4 separate regions of the Sus scrofa genome follow, and regions 1, 3 and 4 are each linked to region 2. Evidence: chromatin contacts called from public HiChIP or PLAC-seq data. All regions are on one chromosome and are shown on one strand. Each heading gives the region's core, a stretch centred on a gene start, on an enhancer-like site or on the middle of the called end of the contact. The rest is flanking DNA. Distances are from core to core; before and after follow the strand shown. Region 1 overlaps SERGEF (secretion-regulating guanine nucleotide exchange factor). Region 2 overlaps SERGEF (secretion-regulating guanine nucleotide exchange factor). Region 3 overlaps SERGEF (secretion-regulating guanine nucleotide exchange factor). Region 4 holds the start of KCNC1 (potassium voltage-gated channel subfamily C member 1).

Region 1 (3,307 bases), core at 532-3,031, 140 kb before region 2:
CTGATCCTAGAATGTGTGCTCCACAAAAGCTCCAGAAAGGACAGACCTGCCTGCCTCCTTCCCTGCCACACCAGAGTCTAACACAGGGCTTGGCTGAGGGCAGGTGCTAAATAAAAACACATTTATTGAGATCCAAATAAATACATTTCTGAGGATCCCAAAGACAGGGTTATGCTTCTTAAACATTAAGTAATAAGCTGTAGGACGTGGTGCTTGGAAGTCAGGAGACCTGGGTTCTAGGTCACTAGCGTAGGTGAAAGACAACATAACAACATGAAGGATTCAGGCAAGATGCCAAAGTAAGGAAAACAACCTGTATTGGCCTTAGAGAAAGTCAGGAAAGGGGAGAGCCCTGTGGCTGGAGAGGCCAGGGCAGGCTTTAGCGTTCCAGGACACAGCCCCAGGGCAAATGTCAGAGGTGTGGCGCAGCCTGCCAGGAAAGGATGGTGTTTCCTGAACTGGCAGAAGACTAAAGAGGCGGCATCAGACCGACAGCTCAGATCAGACACTTGAAGTGGCCTCTGGGTGTGGGGGTAGGGGGGTGGGGCCTGAGAGAGAACGCTACGGAGAGGACTTCAGCATGACCTCAGCTTCTAAATGGATTAAATGGGAGGGGGTGGGAAGAACACTGGATGAGAAGTCAGAGGGGGAACTAGAGGAAGGAAAGAAACATTGACTGAGCACCTGGTCCACCACAGACTCTGTGCTATTCAGTTTACATACATGCATGCAGTGTTGTAAGCACCCTCCCAGGGAGGTCGCAAGATCTTCATTTGATACAGAGGCTCAGACAAGTTATGCTAGCTCTGTGAATATTAGGATGCTTATCTGTAAAAGGGATGACAATAAAACCCATTCCCCACATCTAGTGTGACACTGCAAGGATGTATGGTGCAGAGCACCTTTCACCATGCTGGATGCTTTCGCAACTTTACTGTCATCACTAATGTGGATAACCATCTATAATACTAACGACTGGTGGCGTGTATGACGTCACAGAGCAGATGAGTATCAGAGGTGAGACGTGCATGCTTGAGGGCGCTTTCATTCAGTCAGGCTGCCCCTTAGAAGACCAGGACTTGAAAAACAGCTCTGCCAATAATTAGCTTGGATACATTACTGCACCTTGTTCTTTGAATCTGAATAAAGGGGCCAAGAACTCCACTCTACAGAGCCTGCAGGGATGCTGGAGGAGAAAATCACCAGTGAACAGAAATGTGCATTGTGTGTGCAGATGGAAACTGGGATGACTGTCACGGGCGCCCTGAACGGGGGCAAGTATCTTCAGGCTGGCAAGATTCGAGTGTGGTAGATGGTGACCTATGAAGCCAGAGCCATGCCTGAGGCACCAAGGATTCCACAGGCAGCAAATGGCCTTGAGTTGACAGTGACTGTGCTAGCTCCGTCCAAAGGCTAGTGCATATCTTGTTAATGCTCCCCTGGAAAATAAAAACAGTGTGGGCCTCCTAAGATGCCATCAGAAACACAATTCAGGAGTTTATCCAACCCGTTGGGAAAATAGCTCCTCGTAAAATCAGCTTTAGGAAAGAGCTGGCGTGAGAAGGGGACATAGCGAGAATTCTTACAGGGGTCAGATTGCAGCAACGTGCCACCCTCGGAACCTGAAAGGATTTCTCTGTAATGAGGACCGTGTTTTCTGGGGAAACTTAAGCCAGGTGGGCTAACTGCTTGCTGAGCCTGTGTCTCCTCAGGCAGAAACAGGACAGTGTGTCCCAGTCCACTGCAGGCTGCCAGTGGGCTGACACACGGCCTGCATTTGTGCTCTGGGGAGCGACGAATGTTCTCTCTGAGCAAAGCATACACACCCAGGCCACGTGCACACACTAGAGTTGGCTGCTGATCCGAGGCAGCTGATCAGGGGCCCCACAGAGCTTGTCCTGCTCTTACGTCCTGGGGTGCTGGCTTCTAGGCTTAACTCATCTGACCCTCGCACACACAAAACTTGGCGAGGTACTGGGGACCTGGTTTTGCAGACCAGGAGAAGGAAATTCAGACAGCAACTCGCCCAGGTCACGTAGTTAGGAGAAGGGGGAGCCGGGATTTAGCCGAGGTCCTTCTAACTGCAAGGACACTTTGGTCCTCGGCAGACTTGCCTAAGGCACATTTAGTTTTCAAGATAGAAAGGCAAAGCCAAGAATGAGAGAAGCTTAGAGATGTGATTCTCAGTCTACCATCCCACCTGACATACGGTCATGTGACCCCTGCAGGAGGGCCTCCCCAGGTCCTCACCATCCACTCCAATTGTACCAAGTTCTTTGTTCCACTAACGTAGGCAATGTCGGCTTCCCCTGGGTGCTTAAATTGGCATGGTCTCCCCCACCCCCCACCACGTGCATGTTAAATATACCAGGGGATTTTTGCAAGGACACCATGCTCCCTGTCGCGATGGTAATCACTGTCCTGAATTCATGTGGCTGGTGAGTTTGGATTTTCACAAGGCAAATGTTCTTAGAGCATGTATCTGTCCCACGTGGGTATTCACAGATCCTATCACATGGTGCCAGGGTGAGATGAGTCACTCCTCCATTCTCCCCCTTCCTGCCCGTCAGTCCCGATAAGGACACAAAGCCTGCGCTGCCACTTCTCTCCCCACCCCTCACCTGGACACAAAGAGATGCTCTCAGACAACAAACTGGGACATGTGGCCAGTTGGAGCTCAGACTGCCCAGCCGAATCCCTTTCAAAGTGGAGAACTGGCACTGAGGCAGTCACTGTCTAGGGAGACTCTGTGAAAGAGAGGAAACCAAGACAGACCTGGGAGTCTCAGCTGCCGAGGGAGCCCTGACAAACCAAGTCTCCGAAGTCAAGGACATGTCCCCTGGATTAAGTCAGCAGTCAGCATCCTGGAGAATTAGTATTCAGAGAAAGGGCAGCATCCTGCTTGGTTTCCGTCTGATCACAAGGACAGCAATGCCAGAAAGGTTCTGGGGATGACACTCCCCAAAGAACCAGAGGTCTTTCTGACTTGGCATTGTGCCTGACATGTTGTAAATATCTATTAATAGCAGATATTTTAATTAATTAGTGAAAAAAGAAATGAACACACATCAGACACAAATATCTCACCCACAGATGTGGGGAGAAAAATACCTAAAACAACATGCATCGATACCTGAATTGCTTTCCCCGGAGAAGCGGACTCTCTCCCTAGGTTGTTCCTACCCTTCCCTCTGGCTGAATTCTCTCACAACACCCCTTTTCTGGTAAGGAAACAGAACCACGAAGGGTGAGAAGCAAATGAGCCCTCAGACCAACTGGACTAAACAAGCCTGACCCCCAGAGAGTC
Region 2 (3,216 bases), core at 591-3,090:
GCATCTGCTACACAGATTTTTCCTTTCATAGGATCAGCTCCAACCAAATCAGCAAAGCACTGTTACTATGGACCATCTGCCAGGACCCGGAAACAGCCCTGTTACATAAAGGGGCTGGTGTAATGAAATTTATTAAACTGGCTTCTTCCTTCCTCCATAAGGGAGACGGAACAATTGAAGTCTCTCTTAGGAGAGTACTGCCGGGCCATGGAGGGGCCCTGGGCTAGGGACCCCTGGTCTCATCCTGGCTCTGCATCCGTCAGCTGTGGCACCACCTCCCTGGGCTTCTGTTTCCCCAAATTTCAAATGAGGCCGAGACGGTCCCCTCCAGCATTAAAATTCCCTGCCTTCTTACTACTCTCACTAACAGGGCAAAAAAGTAAGTTACCTTTGATGTTAATTTTGTGCCACAGGGTTAACTTTCTGAAAAAAAGTGGTGCTTCATATTCGCTGGCTAAAGGGGCAAAATGCCGAGTGGAGCCCCTGACCCCAGGGGCTGGCTAGGGGAAGGTGCACAGAGGAGAGCCAGAGGTTAGAACCTTCCAGCAGCCAGGCAGAAAGGCCCAGGCAAATGGCAAGTGGGTCTCTGGGAAGCAGTGCTGTCCATGACGTCCTGCTTGGGAGCTCAGTCACCTGCAGGGAACAAAGTGCTTTGTCACCCAGGATCTTACTCGATCCTCGCAACCCCCTCGAGTTGACATGATGACGTTGCCGACCCCGATGTCACACTGTGCAAGGTAAGGCCAAGTAACTAGGAGCGGGGTGAGTCTTAACCTCTCGTTGCCTCACACGTAAAATGGGAGGGAGCCCCGCTCAGCAAACTTTGTGTAAGGATTAAATAGATATTTTTGCAAAGCTCTGGCAAAATGCCTGGCACACAGTGCGTCCTGGGTAAATCTGAGGAACCCTTCCCCACAGCCTCCTTCTCCTCAGGGATCTGTGAGGAAGCCCTGAAGCGGCTCATCTTCAAGCCCAGAAGAAATGCTTCAGGAGGGAAGGTCACGTGACCTTCCCTGCAGGCCCCAGAGGGCAGACCTGGGGGCCGGGTGGCTCCAGTCCCCACCCGTCTCGCACTTTCTAAGGGTCACCCAGCTCACCTCAGGGAGAGGGCCCCGCGGGAACCCAGAGTACCTCCAAACCAGTGGCAGAGATGAGCCCTGAGCAGAAAAAGCCCGTAAGAGCCACCCTCCCTTGAGGCAGGGCCTTCCCTCCCTTGTTCATATTTATCACCCTCAGGAGACCTGCAGCTGTTCCTCAGAACAAAGCCTGAATAAGGGACCCATGCTCTTCTTGAGGGATTCCAGACCCTTCTGACCCTATCTGGCCCCATGTTAAGCAAACACTTAACAAGGCTAGGGTACACTTCCCACATCTAGGCCTTTGTTTCCAGAATGCCTTCTGCCTGGAGCGCCCTCCTCAGCCTACTCAACAAATATTTGTTGAATAACAGAGTGAAGGCAGGAAGGAAGGAATGTGTGAATGAGTGCGTGACATAATATATCCCCACGAGGCAGCCAAAATAGAGATTATGATTCTCACTTAACTGATGAGGAAATCTAGGCCCAGAGAGCTTAAATGACTTGCCTAAGAGCACACAGCCAACAAGCCGCCAAATCAGAACTTGAGCCTGGCTCCTCAGGGCTCTTGGGACCACGTCAAGCTTCCTCTGAAGGTAAAAAGTCAAGCTTAGGTTAGGAAAAAGCTGATCCAAGATTCCTCAAAATGGGCCGCTTTCATCTTGGCACATATCCGAGAGCACTTTAAGGCACTGGCTGTCACTACGATTATTGAGAGTTCCCGAGAGACAGGCAAGGTCCCTTGAGAAAGGGCAAGCACAGTGCCATCTGTCAAGAACCTAAAAATGATGGCACAATTACAGGCCGGTCACTTAATGCTCACTTTCAGAGAGCTCCTGGAACAAATCAATCCCCACCAGGAAAGAGGAGGAGGGCTCTCTGAATGGAAACTCAGCCCTCGTGCCAGGGGCCTCCGAGCCCTTCCCAGAACCTTCCTGTGAGCTCGCAGCATGGCTGGTGCCCCTGCCCACTGTGGACAGATTGAGCAGCCGAGGACCCAAGGCTTTGCAGCCATGCAGGGGCAAAGCTGGCCTCCCAGCCCTGGGGCACCAAGCAGCACTGGCGGCCTCAGGGAGCGAGCGCTCTCTGCACTGAGCTTCTCCAAGAAGGTGGGAAGAGGGCAGGCCCACAGGCTGGTGTCCCGAGCATGGCCACTGAAAATGCATCGCTCCCATGCCAGGAAGCTGCAGCTACTCCATGCGACTAACCCTGATGGAGCCCTTCGTCTACACTAGGGGAGACCTGGGGTGGGGGAGGGGGTGGTAAAACAGACCAGGTCCCTCGCACCTGGTGAGGGGGAAGCATTGACAAATGAACAAGCAAATAATGATACTGTGATTTCAGGCAGTGAAAACTGCTCTGGTGGAAAGTAAAGCAGGGCAGGGAGTAGAGTGTGGGAGACAGGAGGAGGTGGCTATTTTCAATGGGATGGACAGGGAGGTGACAGTGGGCAGAGAGCAACGGAAGTGTGGCAGTCACTACACGGGGCGAGGGGGAGAGGGAAAAACCAGGGAACTGCAGGGGTCCCCACGCAGAGAAGAGAGGTACCTCTTCTCAGAAGGCGTCCCACCACCAGACACCACTCCGGAACCTGCTCCACAAAGACCTGCCTTTGCTGCTTCAAAGGTCTCCTCTCCCCAGCAGCCCACCATAAGCTTTCTCCAAAGAGAAAAAAGAATTGTTTCTCCCTGCCCTGCAGCCTGGGAGGTGCCTGCTACGCTCCCAGGGCAGTCGCTTTGCGGGGAGGCGGCACAAGGAGATGAAATGAGTCTAACCTTTGACATCAAACAGAACATAGTCCAGGGGTCTGCTTGGCGTAACCAGCTGTGTTACTTTAGACAAGCCACTCAGCCTCTCCGAGCCTCAATTTCCTCTCTTGGACTATGGAGGCAATGGCCCCTACCTCAGAGGATCATGAGGACGAGGTAAGTGGCAGCTGGCACAGCACCCGGTCCATGGTAAGTGCTTGGCAAAGACTGGTTCCCTGCCCTACACTGACCCCCTTTGAAATTTTTTTAAAAAATTTATTCAACCAATTGTGCCAACTTACTATAATGTGCCTCTGGCACGGCCCTGGGCCTGCTCATCTGCTGGGTGTAGGGGCTCTGAGGTGACTTTGATGAAGATTCCATCATGGCGC
Region 3 (3,309 bases), core at 98-2,597, 190 kb before region 2:
TGCTGTGAGCTGTGGCATAGGTCACAGACGTGGCTTGGATCCCAAGTTGCTGTGGCTGTGGCGTAGGCCAGTGGCTACAGCTCCGATTAGACTCTTAGCCTGGGAACCTCCATATGCCACGGGTGCAGCCCCTAGAAAAAGACAAAAAAAAAAAAAAAAAAGAATATTAATTCTGGGGAGTCCCTGCTGTGGCTCAGCAGGTTAAGAACCTGACTAGTATCTATGAGGATGTGAGTTTACTCCCTGGCCTCACTCAGTGGGTTAAGGATCCCACATTGCCATGAGCTACGGTATAGGTTGAAGACACGGCTCAGATTTGGGGTTGCTGTGGCTGTGGCATAGGCCAGAAGCCTGGGAACTTCCATATGCCATAGGTGTGGCCCTAAAAAGCAAAAAAGAAAAAAGAAAAATCAATTCTGTACCATATCTGGCATGAATGTTTTTTCTCAGCTTGATTTAAAATTTTGTTTTGGGAGTTCCTGTCATGGCACAGCAGAAACAAATCCGACTAAGAATCATGAGGTTGTAGGTTTGATCCCTGGCCTCACTCAGTGGGTTAAGGATCTGGTGTTACTGTGAGCTGTGGTGTACATTGCAGACGTGGCTCGGATCTGGCATGGCTGTGGCTGTGGCTGTGGTAAAGGCTGGCAGCTACAGCTCTGATTCGACCCCTAGCCTGGGAACCTCCATATGCCATGGGTGTGGCCCTAAAAAGACAACATTTTGACGTTAAACATGTTTTATGGTTCTAGGTAGTAAAATTTCTTGATTCCCCCCCCGCCCCGCCCCGGCTACAGTGAGCAGCAGCTTGATGTGGGATCTCAGTTCCCAGACCAAGGATTGAACCCAGGCTGCAGTGGCGAAAGAGCTGAGTCCTAACCACTAGACCACCAGGGAACTCCCATCTTGATCTTTTATCTTACCATTTTTTCCATTGCTTGTGAGAATTGAAAACCTATTCCTATCCAGAGCAGGACATATTCTTTGTGATGTTTTTTCCAATGACCTGAGTTTTTTAATCTTTACATTTCACTCACTATCCACTGACAATCTGTTCTGCAGACCACTCTTTCACAGAGGGAGGCTGGCTGGCCCGGGATTACCCTTCCCTTTTCCTCTTCCCTGGCAGGAAGGCACTCGTTAGCCAAAAGCTTGGGTTTGAGGAAACATAGCTGTCTGCCTGTTTGGCCCCTGAGCGAGGAAATGCACACAGAGAGGATGAACCCCAGGCCGCAGCTCCTACAGTTAAGCAGGAGTTTCAGCCAAGCTGATCGGAGGCACGAGGTGGAGAGTGGAACGGGCTTGGTGCCTGCGGGCCCAACTCGGCACCTGGCGTGGGCTTTGCGCCCGGCCCTGGTGAGCGGCACCAGCTGACGGTCAGCAGGAATGGGGGTGGGAGGAAGGCAGCGCGGACCCACCAGCAGGACGCAGCACAATGGGCAGCTGGCAGGTCCCTCTCCTCCTGCCAAAGGAAACACGCTCCGAGGAAGCCACGCTCGGGCCGGGGGAGCCCACTGGGTCGAGAAGTCTGGCAAAGGCTCAGAAATAGCTTCCGCCGATACTTCCAAAGAAGCTGACTCGAGGTTAGGGGCTTTCTATTCTTCATCTCATTTAATCCCAACAACCCTGTGAGGCCATCATGTTCTACACATTATTCTCACCTTCTGGAGGACACAACTGAGGCTCTAGAACCCAGGCAATGCGGCTCCAGAATCTGTACTAAACTCTGCATATTCTACACCAGAGTTTGCCAAATTTATTCCACAAAGGCAGACAGTAAATATTTTAGGTTTAGTCTCATTCAGTCTCTGTTGCATATTCTTACTCTTTTTCTTTCTTTTTTCTTTTTTTGTCTTTTTAGGGCAGCACCCACAGCACATGGAGGTTCCCAGGCTAGGGGCTGACTAGGAGCTATAGCCACCGGCCTACACCACAGCCAAAGCAACATGGGATCTGAGCCACATCTGCAACCTACACCACAGCTCACAGCAACACTGGATCCTTAACCCACTGAGCAAGGCCAGGGATCGAACCTGTATCCTCATGGATAACTAGTCAGATTCATTTCCGCTGAGCCATGAATGGAACTCCATTGAGCCACGACAGGAACTCCTTATTCTTTATTTAAACCTTTCAAAATCATTCTTAGCTTGCAAGGCCATACAAAACAATCCACGAGTAAGATCTAGCCTGTGGGCTGTACTCTGCCAGCCCCGGTGTATAGATATAACACAGCCTATGCACTGTGGACTGTGCTATGCTCTCCTGGGCCCCACATCACCACACAGCTGTGTGACAATAGTACTTCTGTCCCCACCTACCTCATAAGGGTTGCTAGGAGGAAGCCTGCATGAGCTGATACCCGTGTAATGCCCTGGTACAGTGCCTGACACACAGTCACAGCTCACACCCACGTATGAAGTGGGCCACAGCGGGGAGGAGGAACAGGCAGGGAAAGCCATGCTGGTGGCAAACCTTCCCAGCAGATGAGGGGGCCTAGGGTGGAAAGAAAAGTCAGGGGTTCCCGAACACTTTAAACAAACCTCCTACAGAAAAAAAAAAAACCCAGGCTGCTGAAGTGGAAGAGCGAAAGCTGGGCTATCCCCGTAGCAGACGGACTCCCACAGGACATTTCTAAGTTCTGAGCTCCTGCAGCGTTTTAGGGTATGTTTCACACACACCTACCCTCCACCCTCACCTAGGGCCACCTATTCAGGAACACAGGGAAGATGGGAGAGCCTTCTGGTCTCCGCAAGATGCTTCTACGCGGAGAGGTGAGAGGAAGGGGGATGGCCCCATGAGAAGCCTCTTCCTAAGCTTACTGGAGTACAGGACACCCACTTTTCAAAACAGATAAGTTCAGGATGATTCCTGGCCCTACAGAGGATTCTCTGCAGCATGCCTGGCACTCGCCAGGTTCTTGAGGACACTGAAATCCCACCTGATTGACGCAGATCCGCTTCACTGGCCCCGAGACACTTGGCTGAACCTTGGGCGGAGACCTCAGGGTTAAAAGGGATTCCCTAACCTCTTTGGAGCCTGGGCCCCTGCTCCTGGGGTTCGGTGGGGTTGATCCAGGCTGTGACAAGTGACGAGGCTCATGGCCCACCACACCTGCGTCAGCCTAAGAGCCCTGCAGGCAGCGGAACCTCGGGGCTGGCAGGGTCCCTGGCACAGGCTGGACACAGTCCCCAAATCTGTTCAGGTCTTGTGGCACCTGCCCGAGCTTCCTGGCAACCCAGGTCCTCCCAGGGCCTTCTGGTGCTGGGACTGCAGCCCAGGGCTAGGAAGCGGGCAGCCTTTTTGTTG
Region 4 (3,104 bases), core at 61-2,560, 250 kb before region 2:
GATGTCTTCCAAGACAACACAACCTAGCAGCGGGGTAACACACACCCACTCGGGGAGTGTTATTTTGGAATCCATGAAAGAGGTTTGCTATGGAAGGGACATGGGGGCTCCAGGTTCCCTGGAAGGGTCGATATTAAGGAGCTACTTGGAGAGGTCAATACTGGTCCAGGTCAAGGTGTCTCTGATAGTGGTCTGGAGTGTCTTGTTTCACTGGGGGATCAGACAGTCCCCAGTTTGGAAAGAGAGGGGAGGGAACCGACGCCCTTCTCACTTCAGTCTGACCCTGGGGGCGCGAGTCGAGACGTCTCTCTGAGCCTCCGCCCATCGAGGGGTGCTCCCTCGGGGCGGAGCGTCGGCGGGTCCCCCGGGAGCCGTAGGACTGGTGCCAGGCTGGCGCCCCCAGCGCCGGGGTTGAGGGAGGCCGGGCTCTGCGCGGGGCTGGGAGGGGGGCGCGGAATCAGGGCTTTTTAGGACCCAGCGCGGCGCCTCCCTCTGGGGGCGAGTGCGGCTGCGCGCGCCGTGTGCCCGTGTCCGGAGAGCGGCGGGCTGGACGCGGACCGCGCGAGCGAGCAAGCGAGCCAGCTAGCCGAGCAGCAACCCCGGTGGCAGCAGCGTCGCGGCGGCGGCGGCCGCTCCGCGCCTCGCCTCCCCGGCCTCTCCAGCCTTGCCTCGCCGCGCCCGGACCCGCCACCCCCGCCTCCCCGGCCCGACCGCCGCAGCCCCCTGGCCTCGGCCAGCAGCGCCAACCGCCTGCCCGAAGCAGGGCGCAGAGCGCGGGGCGCAGAGGCACCAGAGCCAGTGCCCGCCGGCCCCGCAGACCGAACCGAGCCCGGAGAACCCTTGCCGGGCCCCGCGCAGCTCCGCAACCGTCCGGGAGCTGTCCCTTCAGCACCGCCGCCGGAGCCGGAGCCTGAGTCCGAGCGCAGCCCAGCGGAGAGCCCCAGCTCCAGCCGGAGCGCACCGAGCTCAGCGCTCCGCGGCAGCAGCAACGAGCAGCACCCCGGGTGCCCCTGCCCAGGGGGCCCGCCATCTCCTCCGAGAGGCGGGGAGAAGGAGCGTGGAGGGCGGGCGGGCAGGCGCGCCCGCCGCCGGGGGGAGCAGGCAGCCAGGCAAGGAGAGGGAGGGGGCCGGAGTCCGCCCCGCGCCCGAGCTGCAGCCGGGCCACGCAGGGAGGAAGGCAGCGGGCGTCCATCTCCCCGGCGCCGAGAGCGCGCTGCGGCGACCACCTCACAGCCAGAGCGCGAATTTCCCGGCCCCCTCTCCTCCCCTCCCCTCCCCCTTCCGGGGCTGGTCTATGTCCGGCCCCGGGAGCGGCTGACCTTCCCCCCAAAAGCTTTGTGTCGATTTCTCCATTTTCCCGCTGAGATGGGGACGGGAGCCCGGTCCCCCCACCCTCTTTTCCCTCCTCCCGGGGTTCGCCTCTGAGCGCCGCCCCCCTCCCTCCTTTCCTCCTCCCTCTCTCCTTCCCTCCCTTCTTTCCTCCTCTGCCTCCTCCGCAGCCGGACCAGCTCCCTCCCACATCTGGCGCTTAGAGACCCTGGGGATCCCGCGCACACTCCCTTGGACCAGCACCAGACAGAAAGCGCCTTGAGGGGCTTGGGTAGTTTTTCGGGTGGCCAGAGCCGCGGTCCTCTGTCCCCCCGACGGCTGGGGGGAGGGGGGAGGAGGCCGCGCGCCCCCCTCCCCGACGCCAACTCCCCCTGGCGGCCGCTCCCATGGGTGTCGCTGGGCCGCGCCATGCCTAAGGAGGCGCCGCGATGGGCCAAGGGGACGAAAGCGAGCGCATCGTGATCAACGTGGGCGGCACGCGCCACCAGACGTACCGCTCGACGCTGCGCACGCTGCCCGGCACGCGGCTCGCCTGGCTGGCTGAGCCCGACGCCCACAGCCACTTCGACTATGACCCGCGCGCCGACGAATTCTTTTTCGACCGCCACCCGGGCGTCTTCGCGCACATCCTGAACTACTACCGCACGGGCAAGCTGCACTGCCCGGCCGACGTGTGCGGGCCACTCTATGAGGAGGAGCTGGCCTTCTGGGGCATCGACGAGACCGACGTGGAGCCCTGCTGCTGGATGACGTACCGCCAGCACCGTGACGCCGAGGAGGCGCTGGACAGCTTCGGCGGCGCGCCCCTGGACAACAGCGCCGACGACGCTGACGCCGACGGCCCTGGCGACTCAGGCGACGGCGAGGACGAGTTGGAGATGACCAAGCGCCTGGCGCTCAGCGACTCCCCGGACGGCCGGCCCGGCGGCTTCTGGCGCCGATGGCAGCCGCGCATCTGGGCGCTCTTCGAGGACCCCTACTCATCCCGCTACGCGCGGGTAAGTGACAGCTTCCCCATCAGAAGAGCGGGGCGGGAAGGCAGCGTTCTCTGCCTCCCGCGGGTAGGGGTAGATTCGAGAACTGGCTCCTAGGAAATCAGAACTGAAAGATGTGTGTGTGCACGCGTATGTGTATATACACACATACCTGTGTAAGAGTCGGAGTGGCTTCTCAAGGGTCACTAGCTCTGCACGTATGTAAGTTCTGTGCATTTCCAAATTTAATATGTATGAGTATGAATGGGTGTGTTTGTGTGTGAGTAGACTGTGTGTGCATATTTATGTAAGTGTGGTGGTGTATATTTGGGTGGATAAAGTATGTAGTAGGAATGAGTGAGCATGTGTGTATGAGTGTGCAGGAGTGCCCATGCACACGTATTTGCATCTTTGCAGGTGTACAGGGTGAAGGTGTGAACTGTCCTATGGATTCTGGTGTGGGGAGGGAAGCTGGGGCCCTCCTTCTCTCCCCAGGGAAGGGGTATCTGGAGCCAGCTGGGGCCCACAGAAGAGAGCTTGAGAGCTGGTCTCCTGCTTGTGACAGACCTCCCCCTCCACCAGCGCAGCCTCAGGCCATCCTGGGGGTAGGGTCAAGAGGGATTCTTTATGGCTATCAATCGATAGTTGGTGTAAGGCTGGGCTGTGGGGAGAAGAATGTGACCCCTCTGAGACCTGCTCCTGGAGACACAGGCTGCCCTTCGTCCTTGTCAAAGGGGGCAGGGGGGGCTGGAGGGGGGCCCTGGGCTTCTGCCTGTGCTTCCTCTGGGACCCATCAGAATG

What was found. HiChIP or PLAC-seq counts read pairs in DNA pulled down with a chosen protein or histone mark.
Region 1: a contact with region 2 is called in an H3K27ac HiChIP or PLAC-seq map of skeletal muscle, with 7 times the contacts expected there. The contact joins two enhancer-like sites. A contact is called at or near these places in 5 of 47 Hi-C or Micro-C datasets (embryonic fibroblasts, liver, psoas muscle and 1 more) and 1 of 2 datasets of contacts at active chromatin or transcription factors (skeletal muscle).
Region 3: an H3K27ac HiChIP or PLAC-seq map of skeletal muscle shows a contact between it and region 2, with 5 times the contacts expected there. The contact joins two enhancer-like sites. A contact is called at or near these places in 1 of 47 Hi-C or Micro-C datasets (embryonic fibroblasts) and 1 of 2 datasets of contacts at active chromatin or transcription factors (skeletal muscle).
Region 4: a contact with region 2 is called in an H3K27ac HiChIP or PLAC-seq map of skeletal muscle. The contact joins the promoter of KCNC1 here to the enhancer-like site in region 2. A contact is called at or near these places in 3 of 5 promoter capture datasets (fetal liver, fetal skeletal muscle and liver), 28 of 47 Hi-C or Micro-C datasets (adipocytes, adipose tissue, alveolar macrophages and 16 more) and 2 of 2 datasets of contacts at active chromatin or transcription factors (alveolar macrophages and skeletal muscle).

What each region holds. Positions count from the first base shown.
Region 1 is chr2:41,295,390-41,298,696 of Sscrofa11.1, reverse strand. The region is part of intron 10 of SERGEF (secretion-regulating guanine nucleotide exchange factor); the gene reads right to left. Among named protein-coding and RNA genes, the nearest start is that of KCNC1, 110 kb to the left of the region's middle. Within about 2 kb of position 1,781, at least 7 of the 83 cell types and tissues checked have an H3K27ac peak or open chromatin away from gene starts, as enhancers often do. A contact at or near this core is called in skeletal muscle, where this site is marked.
Region 2 is chr2:41,153,390-41,156,605 of Sscrofa11.1, reverse strand. All of the region lies in intron 8 of SERGEF (secretion-regulating guanine nucleotide exchange factor), which reads right to left. Among named protein-coding and RNA genes, the nearest start is that of SERGEF, 41 kb to the right of the region's middle. Within about 2 kb of position 1,840, at least 2 of the 83 cell types and tissues checked have an H3K27ac peak or open chromatin away from gene starts, as enhancers often do. A contact at or near this core is called in skeletal muscle, where this site is marked.
Region 3 is chr2:41,347,184-41,350,492 of Sscrofa11.1, reverse strand. SERGEF (secretion-regulating guanine nucleotide exchange factor) reads right to left here. Exons shown (of 12, transcript XR_301734.3): 11 at 2,322-2,496. Among named protein-coding and RNA genes, the nearest start is that of KCNC1, 59 kb to the left of the region's middle. Within about 2 kb of position 1,347, at least 2 of the 83 cell types and tissues checked have an H3K27ac peak or open chromatin away from gene starts, as enhancers often do. A contact at or near this core is called in skeletal muscle, where this site is marked.
Region 4 is chr2:41,406,141-41,409,244 of Sscrofa11.1, reverse strand. KCNC1 (potassium voltage-gated channel subfamily C member 1) reads left to right here and starts at 1,310. Exons shown (of 4, transcript XM_021083271.1): 1 at 1,310-2,327. The coding sequence starts at 1,758.